Regions from separate parts of the Mus musculus genome. Here all the other regions are linked to region 1. Evidence: chromatin contacts called from public ChIA-PET data. All regions are on one chromosome and are shown on one strand. The core of a region is the stretch at or near the end of the contact, and the rest is flanking DNA. Distances in the headings are between cores, read along the strand shown. Region 1 overlaps Ptpn22 (protein tyrosine phosphatase, non-receptor type 22 (lymphoid)). Region 2 has its middle 9.8 kb from the start of Gm40113. Region 3 overlaps Lrig2 (leucine-rich repeats and immunoglobulin-like domains 2).

Region 1 (3,166 bases), core at 196-2,695:
TGTACATATTTATTTTTTCAAAACAGAGTATCTGAGTAGTCCTGGCTGTCTTGGAACTTACTTTGTAGACCAGGCTGTCCTTAATCTCAGAGACCCTCCTGCCTCTGCTTCCAAGTTCTAGGATTAAAGACATGCACCACCACTGCCTGGCTCTGTATTGGTTTTATTAAAAATTCCAAACAATATGCAAGACCTACTATACTCTGCACCAACAGGTCTGACTGACCCAAAAGGAGATGATGGAAACCATGGCCTGGGAGGTACAGACAATTACTTGAAAGGGATGGTTAATACAGTGATTTCAGACAGTAAGAAGGCTTGCCAATATATCTTTTTCATGATGTTCTTGCTAGAAAGGTGAAATTGCAGGAGCCTGAGTCTGAACACTCTTGGAGCTTTGTGGTTATGGTAGCAGTTCAGAAAGGCTCCTGGGGACAAGACAGGTGCTACAAGCCAAGCAAGCTTATGGATCTGAACCACCAGTCCAAGAATCTGGTCAAAATTCAGATTTTCTTTACAAAATATGCTATATGTTTTATTATTCTCACACTTTTCAACTATTAAAAGACAAAAACTAAAAATATATAAATATTTTAAAGGAACTATTTATTTTTATATACATATGTAAGCAACAGTTAAAAAAAAATACTACAGCCGGGCATGGTGGTGCATGCCTTTAATCCCAGCACTCGGGAGGCAGAGGCAGGTGGATTTCTGAGTTCGAGGCCAGCCTGGACTACAGAGTGAGTTCCAGGACAGCCAGGGCTACACAGAGAAACCCTGTCTCGAAAACAAACAAACAAACAACAAACAAAAAACCCTACATAAATCAGCCCTTTAGGTTCTACCAGAAAATATCCTTTCCCCTTAAACTAGAGGTGATTTATATCCTGAATTTTATGTTGTCATGTTTTAAAGTTCTTTATAGTTTTACCACTAATGAAGACTTCTCTAAAAAATGCCTAACTGTAAGATTCAGATTTTTAATAGTGATAAACAAAAGGGAATACTTATGAAAAAGTAAATAACAAGACTATATATATATATATATATATATATATATATATATATAGTTCTCAACTAGTGTGTCATGACCCCTTTTGGGGATTGAATGTTTTTTTCAAAGGGGTCACCTAAGACCATTGGAAAACATAGATATTTATGTCATGATTCATAACAGTAGCAACATTACAGTTATAAAGTAGCAAGGAAAATAATTTATGGTTGAGGAATCACCACAGCATGAGGTATTAAACTACATTAAAGGCTCACAGCATCAGGAAGGTTGAGAACTACTGGTATATATCAATGATTTAAAAATTAAATTTGCAGTTGATTGTCAGTGTTTGGTTATATGTATTTTTTTTATGCCTGTATCTCTTGAACATTAAAATCTCTCAAGCGAAAAGGAGTTGTGGGTGGAAAGAGTTCAGCATGTTCTGTCTTGCCCTGTAGCATCCTGTTGTACGCCACAGATACTACGGTCTTGTGATTTCTATTTTACTTTCTTTGTTCCCTTTAGGAAGGGACTTAATTTACTAGTATTTGAGAAAAACACGCACAGGACTTAGTCTTCACTCGTTGACTTTGTCTCCATTCTGTTCTCATTTCTTGAAAGGACTCAGGTCCAAAGACAAAAGGAGCTCACTGTTAGCTGATCAAGCAGAGTCTAGTGTACCACATTTCCTATTTCTTACCCTGTGTCAGGGGCTGTAGAATGACTGATGGCTTCCTCACCTTATTCTCCCTGATGCTCTCTTATCAGTTTCTCTTGATGCCTCTTCAAGGGACTTACATCCCCTGCCTTGTGGCTGGCAGAGAAATACTTTGACCCTCTTACTTAGTCTTCCATTCCAAACCTCAATCCGGCCCTTAGCAGTCTTGCTTTGTGCCCATACCCTTTGCTTCTTTCTTCAGAGTTCCCTTGTTTCTGTTGTAGTTTATCAGGTTGTTAGCCCTGTTATGTTCTCTGTTAGGGCCTGGGAGCTTTGGTGTTAGCAGGAAGAGAAGAAGACTTAAAAGGAGGATTTAAAGGTGGTCTGACCACAGGTAGACGTCAGGGGAAAAAAAATTAAAGTGTTTCGCACTTCATAAGTTAACAGTTCTGTAGGTATTTCCTGTGTCATATTGAGGCGGGTAGCCTCCTCTGTCATCAGTCAGATGACTCCAGGAGCAGCAAAAGAAAAAGCTATGCTGAAGGTCACAGTGAAGACCAAACAAGCCTCCATTACCCACATACATAATCTTTATCTGTGCCATCTTGCCCAAAGAGTGCCTTTCAAAAAACAAAACCAATAAATCCCAAGGCGTTGCCTCCAACATTCTCCTCCAGAAGCATCCCACAAGCAGAGAAAAGTGCAAGGAAGCAAATAAAGTTAGCATAACCGAGAGGAGGACTCTGGAAACTTCTAGAAAGAATTGTTCAGAGACACTTTTCAGCAGCCATAAAACTTACAGCAACATAAAAGCCAATTATTCTGAAGGAGGATAAGAGTGGAGAGAGATGAGACATGGGGGAAACTCCAGGGGAAGCGCTTCTGAAAGTTTTAAAATTATATTTATTGGGGCAGGAACTGACAGGCATGTGGAGGTGAGAAGAAAACTTTTTGGGGTCACTTCCCCCCTTCAGTCACATAGATCCCACAGACTAAGTTCAGCTACCAGCCTTGGCCAGAAGTAGCTTTATCCACTAATCCATCTTACTAGCCCACCACAAGTATTTCACGGTGTTCCAGGTGTCTGTGTCATGTTCTTAGTTAAATTCCCAAGCTAGTCCATTAACATAGTCATGACCTTAGTGTAAAAACACACCGTTTAGCATCTCCTGCCAAGTCCAACTCTGAAATCATAGGAATTCAAACCGTTATGCACAACCAGGATTCAAGAACTTCCCATGTTCCTGGTCTGGATCCAGCAGGTGTCTTATCAAACCTAGAAATAAAAGTCTAGTTACTGGAGGGATGCATCCTGGTACTGGTGGAGCTGCAAAGAACCAAGCACAGACTGGCTGCTCTATTTCAAATGTAAACCCTTGACTAGAGAGAGAGTTTATATTCTGATATACTGGGTGGCTATAGTAACTTAATGTTACTTTATTTGGAAAATATTAGTTTAATTAAATTCTATATACTTAATAGTGGTGTTCTGAAATTTTAGCTATGCTCTC
Region 2 (3,166 bases), core at 445-2,944, 660 kb before region 1:
AATCATGGACCTTTACACCAAGACAGTCAGAGCTACATAGAGATCCTGTCTCACACAAAACCCAAAACCAATAAAAACAAAACAATGTGATCATGCTGCAGTGGTGGCACACGCCTTAGATCTCAGCCCTTAGGATGCAGAGGCAGGTGAACCTTTGAGTTCAAGGCCAGCCTGGTCTACAGAGGGAGTTCCAGGACAGCTAGGGCTACACACTGGAACACTGTCTTCTTTCCTTTTTAAAAATGTATTTATTTGCTGTCTTCACACACACCAGAAGAGGGCAGCAGATCTTATTACAGATGGTTGTGAGCCACCCTGTGGTTGCTGGAAATTGAACTCAGGACCTCTGGAAGAGCACTCAGTGCTCTTAACCGCTGAGCCATCTCTCCAGCCTTGGAACACTGTCTTAAAAACAAAACAACAAAGCCGGGCGTGGTGGCGCACGCCTTTAATCCCAGCACTCGGGAGGCAGAGGCAGGTGGATTTCTGAGTTCGAGGCCAGCCTGGTCTACAGAGTGAGGTCCAGGACAGCCAGGGCTACACAGAGAAACCCTGTCTTGAAAAAACCAAAAAAAAAAAAAACCAACAACAACAATAACAACAATACCCCAACCACCCCTCAAAACAAACAAACAAACAAAACAAAAAAGAAAGAAAAGTGAACATTTCAGTGAGCACTGGATGCTATTTGCCCTCCAGTCGCATCTATGTATATATCCCAGGAAAGGTATTTTTAATTTTTAAATTTTTTTATTTTTCTATTTTTTACCGTTGTCTGTTTTTATTTCAGAACTTTGTTCCTAGATCTTACTTTGTGTTCAAAGTGGTCTTGGTATGCAGCCCAGGCTGGCCCAAGCTTGTTATCCTCATGCCTTAGTGCCTCGAATGCTGGGATGACAGGTGTATACTGCCATGGCTAGCATCCATAGCAAGGTTGAACTTAAAGAGCACAGCATCCTAAGCTGGGAGGTATCTGCTACTGCTATACTTAGTGGTTTTTGAACAAGTGGTACTAAGATATTTGGGGGCTGGGAATATAACTCAATAGAGAGCTTTTCTGGAATGCTTAAAGCCGGGGTTCAATTCCCGGCATTGACTAGTCGTGGTAGTGCTTGTCTGTTACTCTAACCTCAGAAGGTAAAAGCAGAAAGATCCAAGAAGTTCAGGGTCATCCTTAGCTACATCGCCAATTCTTTTTTTTTTTTTTTTTAAAGATTTATTTATTATTATATGTAAGTACACTGTAGCTGTCTTCAGACACACCAGAAGAGGGAGTCAGATCTTGTTACAGATGGTTGTGAGCCACCATGTGGTTGCTGGGATTTGAACTCTGGACCTTTGGAAAAGCAGTTGGGTGCTCTTAGCCACTGAGCCATCTCACCATCCCTTTTTTTTTTTAAAGTCTTTTTTTTTTTTAAGATTTATTTATTATTATATGTAAATACACTGTAGCTGTCTTCAGACACTCCAGAAGAGGGAGTCAGATTTTGTTACAGATGGTTGTGAGCCACCACGTGATTGCTGGGATTTGAACTCTGGACCTTCGGAAGAGCAGTCGGGTGCTCTTACCCACTGAGCCATCTCACCAGCCTACATCGCCAATTCAAGGCCAGCCTGGTCTACATATGACCCTGTCTCAAAACCAAAACTAACCACAAAAATAAAAACCAAATGATGTCACACTTCCTCTTTAACCCTAAATGATACCATGTGAAAGTTGCAAGTGTGGACTTCCTCTGCAGTATACTTGTGGGCTTTCCAGTGAGTGCTGTAGAAGTACCCAGCAATACATCCTGTTAACCGAGGGTGATACGTCCTTCCAAGATATAGTTCACACCAGTTCATTGTTTTCTTTTGACTGGTGTGCATGATGATGAACGCCTAACGGACTGTGGCTGCTCCTCTACAGAGATCTCACTAGACGGACATGTCTTGCCAAAGGGGCATTAGATCTTAGATGCCACACTCTTATTGGGGATGAGGCTACAAAGTGTTAGGAGGTCCCAGCAAGCACAAGGACCCTGGACTTGATTTCCAGCACTAAGCAACCAAGCACACAAGCACATAACCAACCATCAGCAAGAAAGATCTTGATGTCAAAATTTACTGAGGAATGTTGCTGTAAATGAACCATAAAAATTTTTCAACAGTTAAATTGTTAAGTAGCAAGATGAAAAGTTACATGAAAATTGTAATTGTTATGTGATTCGTTCCCCAGGAGACAAACTCTGAGGTGGAAATACAAATGCAGGAAGCTTATTGTTAGAGAGTATAAGAACCGAGGAGGTAGGGCTGAGCAGAAGCTAATCTGAGCTGTACGGTGGGAAGGCCCTGTACAGTGGCCCTGTGCGGTTCCTTCATGTAGCCCTGGAGCTGGGATGATGCTCTGGAGCCCCAAGAGGCTCTTCCCTATGTAATCCAGACATTCTTTTCCCTCCTCCTCCTCCTCCTCCTCCTCCTCCTCCTCCTCCTCCTCCTCCTCCTCCTCCTCTTCTCTCTGCAGGTGCAAGCCTTTTCTTTCTCTTCCTCTGGCCCTCATGGCGACTCCTCTGGCTTAATCCTTGGGGCCAGGGAATTTGTCCATGTGCAGCTTCCCAATAAACCTACCTTCAGTATAATCTGGTTTGAATTGGCTCATCTCACTGGTGGCCGAGAAATAACCTATCAATAACCAGCTCCCATAAGTTGTCTTCTGACCTCTACACACTTCCTCTAATATATATTGGACATGCATATCTAAAAATAGTTGTGGTGTAGTAGCCATGCGTATTGGCAGGAAGGAAACAAGCTCTGTGAGGTAAAAATGGAAGTCAAGCCCCTACTGGGGGGAAAACTTCTGACCAAGCCTCCTTTGTTGTTGTTTTCCCAAGATAGAGTTTCCCAGTGTAACAGCCATGGCTGTCCTGGAACTCACTTTGTAGACCCGGCTGGTTCGAACTCACAGAGGTCCTTTGTCTTCTGAGTGCTGGGATTAAAGACAGTTTTCTTGCGTATTTAAACACAATGGAACTTTTGAAATTATCACAATAAAACTTCAGGCTGGGCTACAAGCAAACTCCCCTGCTAAGCCCATCCGGTTTGCTCTTACCTGTGACCTTACCATAAGAATGGGTTCTATTGACTAGCTCCAGGGAGGAAGGATTTGTCATGAACAAAAGGTTCTATT
Region 3 (3,166 bases), core at 406-2,905, 600 kb after region 1:
GAGGCAGGTTCTCAACTATATACTCCAAGCTGATCAAGAACTCTTGACCCTTCTGCCTCAGCATCCAAGTTAAGAAACTTATTTTAAAGGTTTTTGACAGCCAGGTCAGAGTGGCTCACCTGTAAGACATGGGTTCTCCAGGCCAACCTGGATCATAGAGAGACTCTATCTTTAAAAAAGAAGAGAGAGAGAGGAGGAGGAAGAAGAAGAGGAGGAAGAGGAAGAGGAGGAAGAGGAAGAAGAGGAAGATGAAGAATAAGAAAAGTTGGAAGAAAAGGAGGAAGAGAAGATGGCCCTATAAAACTCTGATGTCTAAGAAAACAGAGACCTGGACAGCATAATTTGCCTTGGGTTGAGTTACATAAAGAACCATGTTTTAACTAAGAATAACAAGGCACACAGTTATAATCCCAGCACTTAGAAAACACATATGAATTAAAATGTTACAGGGGAAACTTAAAAGAATAAGGGATCCGGAGCTTGTTATAAAGATCTATGCCCTGGGAATGTTCTAAGATGTATGTCACTTAACCCACTAACACCTTCAGCTGACATACCCTGACTAAAGTACAAAAATAAGAACAACAACATAAGCCTGATGGTGGTGGCACAAGACTTAATCCCAGTACTTGGGAGGCAGATGTAGGCGGGTCTTTGAGTTCAGGGCCAGCCTGATCTACAGAGTGAGTTCTAGGACAGCTGAGGCTACGCAGAGAAACCCTGACTTGGAAGGAAAAAAAATAACCAAAACCTCCAAATTGTTTTTCTTGCCTTTCTAAGCCATGCATAGGTCTCAGAGGCTCCAGTAAACAGCAGTCCTAACAAAGAAAGCATACCTAACACTGTGAGTGAGGCGTTTGCTGAGAGGCCTCCTGCTATATTCTGTGCCATGCAGCTATAGATTCCCATATCTTCTATCTTCACATTGGCAATGAAGAAGACATCATCCTCAGGCATGACATGCATGCGTCTTTCTCGGGCTGCAGGAAAATCAGTGCCACCATCCTTCTGCCAGGAAATCTGAGGTGTAGGGTGCCCCTCTGCAGCACATTCTAATCTTGCCATGGCACCAGTGCGAATAGTTAGATCCATTGGAGTTTTCAAAAAAGACGGCATCTCTGTTCCAAAAACAGTACAGAGAAAGTAGGCAAAAGGAAAACACACATGGACACAAATCTAGCAGGCAGAATTCTGATGTAAAATGCACTATTTCTTTGAGAAACCATATTCTCTGAACTGACAACACAGCGTTGGCAACAGTCTTTCCTACCAGCCCATCAGTATGTGCAGAAAAGTAATACTTCTAGAATACAAGCCATACCCATTCACCATGCTGATGGAAAGAAGGAAATCAGAAAACCAAAAGCTTTTTTGAATGACAGTTTAGAATTCGGTGCTTATTATTCCTCTTTCACTTAGGACAATCAAGTGATGCTTCCCAATCTAACAAGAGCAGATGTTAATAGAACCCGTTTTTGTTTTGTTTCTTTAATTATGTTTTTTTTAAACCTGATTTAGGAAACATCAGAGTGGGTTGTACAGCTGAAGCGTTGTCTCAGTGGTTAAGAGCAGGTGTTGCTCTTGCGGGACTCAGGTCCAACTCCCAGCACCCACAGGGCAGCTTACAACTGTCTGATACTTCAGTCCTGGGAGATCCAATGCCCTCTGTAGGCCTTTGTGGGTACCAGGCATGCATGTGGTGCAAACATAAATGAAGGTAAACCACTAATACCCACAAAACAATAAGATAAAATCTTAAAAAAAGAAAACAGAGCTAGAAATGTTAAAAAAAAAAAAAGAAACACAGGCACAGGGCACACGTACATTGCTCTGCTGTAGCACAGGAGTTACTCAATCTCACAGTAACAGACAGACCAAGCTGCTTTAGAAAAGGTTTTACAACTACCAGGAGAGCTTTATTTTCAAAATGATTTTGGCTATATCCAGAGAGCTACAGACACGACTAGACCCAGAGATGTCCTAAACACCCTCAAGTGTAAACAGTATGAGAGAAAGGAAATCATACTTTTCTGAGAATTGTGGTTTTGGAAAGAAACTGAGACCACAAAAGACTGTCTTTTAACAAACAGAAAAGGAAGTCAAGTATCTCCTAGGGCAAAGGAGAATGCAGGCCAGTGGGCACAAGTGCACCCCTTCCATGTGCCACAGTCACGAGAAAGTAACACTAAGGGCTCCCTCCAAACCTGGGGTATGATCCAATTTTCTTGTCAATTTACATCTAAAATGATTTATAATTGAGACATAATTTAGATGTAAAAAATACTTCAAAGTACTTTTTCCCAACAGCATAGCCAGACAGGCATGGTGATTATTCTAGAAATACATTAAAAAAAAAAAAGCATTTTAAAAGTCCAGTAGCACAATTCCTTACCATTTACAGTCAATTTGGCTTTCTGAGAATAATTAGAACCAAAGTGATTAGTAACAATGCACTGGTATTTCCCTTCATCTGTGAAGTTCACACTGAAGAGGCGCAAGACACTAGTATATTCTAGAGCTTCTCCATCCTGCTGCCGATAACGAACAAAATTCTCAATATCCACATCATACAGGATCTCACTGTCCTTGCGCCATATGGTGGACATGGGTGAATCGCTGCTGCTCACTGCAGTGCACGTCAGTGTCACATTAACACCTCTTAATGCAATTGTGCTTTCAGGGTGTGTCCTTATCTGAGGCTTCAGAAAATCATCTAAAGGGAATAAATGCAACAGTGGCCAAGTCAGTTACATATTTTACCTCAAACCTGATTTTACAACAAAGACTGTAACACTGTAAACTTCTCTCTCTCTCTCTCTCTCTCTCTCTCTCTCTCCCTCCCTCCCTCCCTCCCTCTCTCTCTTTCTTTAAGATTTACTTATTTACTTAATGTATATGAGTACACTGTAGCAGTATACACCAGAAGAGGGCATCAGATCCCATTACAGATGGTTGTGAACCACCATGTGGTTGCTGGGAATTGAACTCAGGAAGAGCAGTCAGTGCTCTTACCCGCTGAGCCATCTCTCCAGCCATGTATGTTTCAGCCCCAGGAGCTATGTTAAGATTGAAGGAGATTCTAGAGCTGGAGTCTAATCTCTTGCTTAAAGCTGAGGAAGATGAACTCCAGAAGTCAAATAGCTTGCTCAAAGGCATCAGGCAGTGA

Evidence for each region. ChIA-PET counts read pairs in DNA pulled down with a chosen protein or histone mark.
Region 2: an RNA polymerase II ChIA-PET map of memory CD8 T cells shows a contact between it and region 1, with 16 read pairs. The contact joins two enhancer-like sites. A contact is called at or near these places in 2 of 39 promoter capture datasets (the 3T3-L1 cell line and the C10 cell line), 1 of 115 datasets of contacts at active chromatin or transcription factors (memory CD8 T cells) and 1 of 9 other capture datasets (pancreatic islet).
Region 3: an RNA polymerase II ChIA-PET map of memory CD8 T cells shows a contact between it and region 1, with 53 read pairs. The contact joins two enhancer-like sites. A contact is called at or near these places in 6 of 39 promoter capture datasets (the 3T3-L1 cell line, cranial neural crest, hippocampal neurons and 2 more) and 3 of 115 datasets of contacts at active chromatin or transcription factors (epiblast stem cells, large pre-B cells and memory CD8 T cells).

Annotation. Positions count from the first base shown.
Region 1 is chr3:103,866,161-103,869,326 of GRCm38.p6, forward strand. The region is part of intron 1 of Ptpn22 (protein tyrosine phosphatase, non-receptor type 22 (lymphoid)); the gene reads left to right. Among named protein-coding and RNA genes, the nearest start is that of Ptpn22, 7.5 kb to the left of the region's middle. Within about 2 kb of position 1,446, at least 51 of the 459 cell types and tissues checked have an H3K27ac peak or open chromatin away from gene starts, as enhancers often do. A contact at or near this core is called in memory CD8 T cells, where this site is marked.
Region 2 is chr3:103,204,922-103,208,087 of GRCm38.p6, forward strand. No RefSeq gene overlaps it. Among named protein-coding and RNA genes, the nearest start is that of Gm40113, 9.8 kb to the left of the region's middle. Within about 2 kb of position 1,695, at least 87 of the 459 cell types and tissues checked have an H3K27ac peak or open chromatin away from gene starts, as enhancers often do. A contact at or near this core is called in memory CD8 T cells, where this site is marked.
Region 3 is chr3:104,464,651-104,467,816 of GRCm38.p6, forward strand. It overlaps Lrig2 (leucine-rich repeats and immunoglobulin-like domains 2), which reads right to left. Exons shown (of 18, transcript NM_001025067.2): 13 at 2,393-2,713; 14 at 837-1,118. Among named protein-coding and RNA genes, the nearest start is that of Lrig2, 46 kb to the right of the region's middle. Within about 2 kb of position 1,656, at least 11 of the 459 cell types and tissues checked have an H3K27ac peak or open chromatin away from gene starts, as enhancers often do. A contact at or near this core is called in memory CD8 T cells, where this site is marked.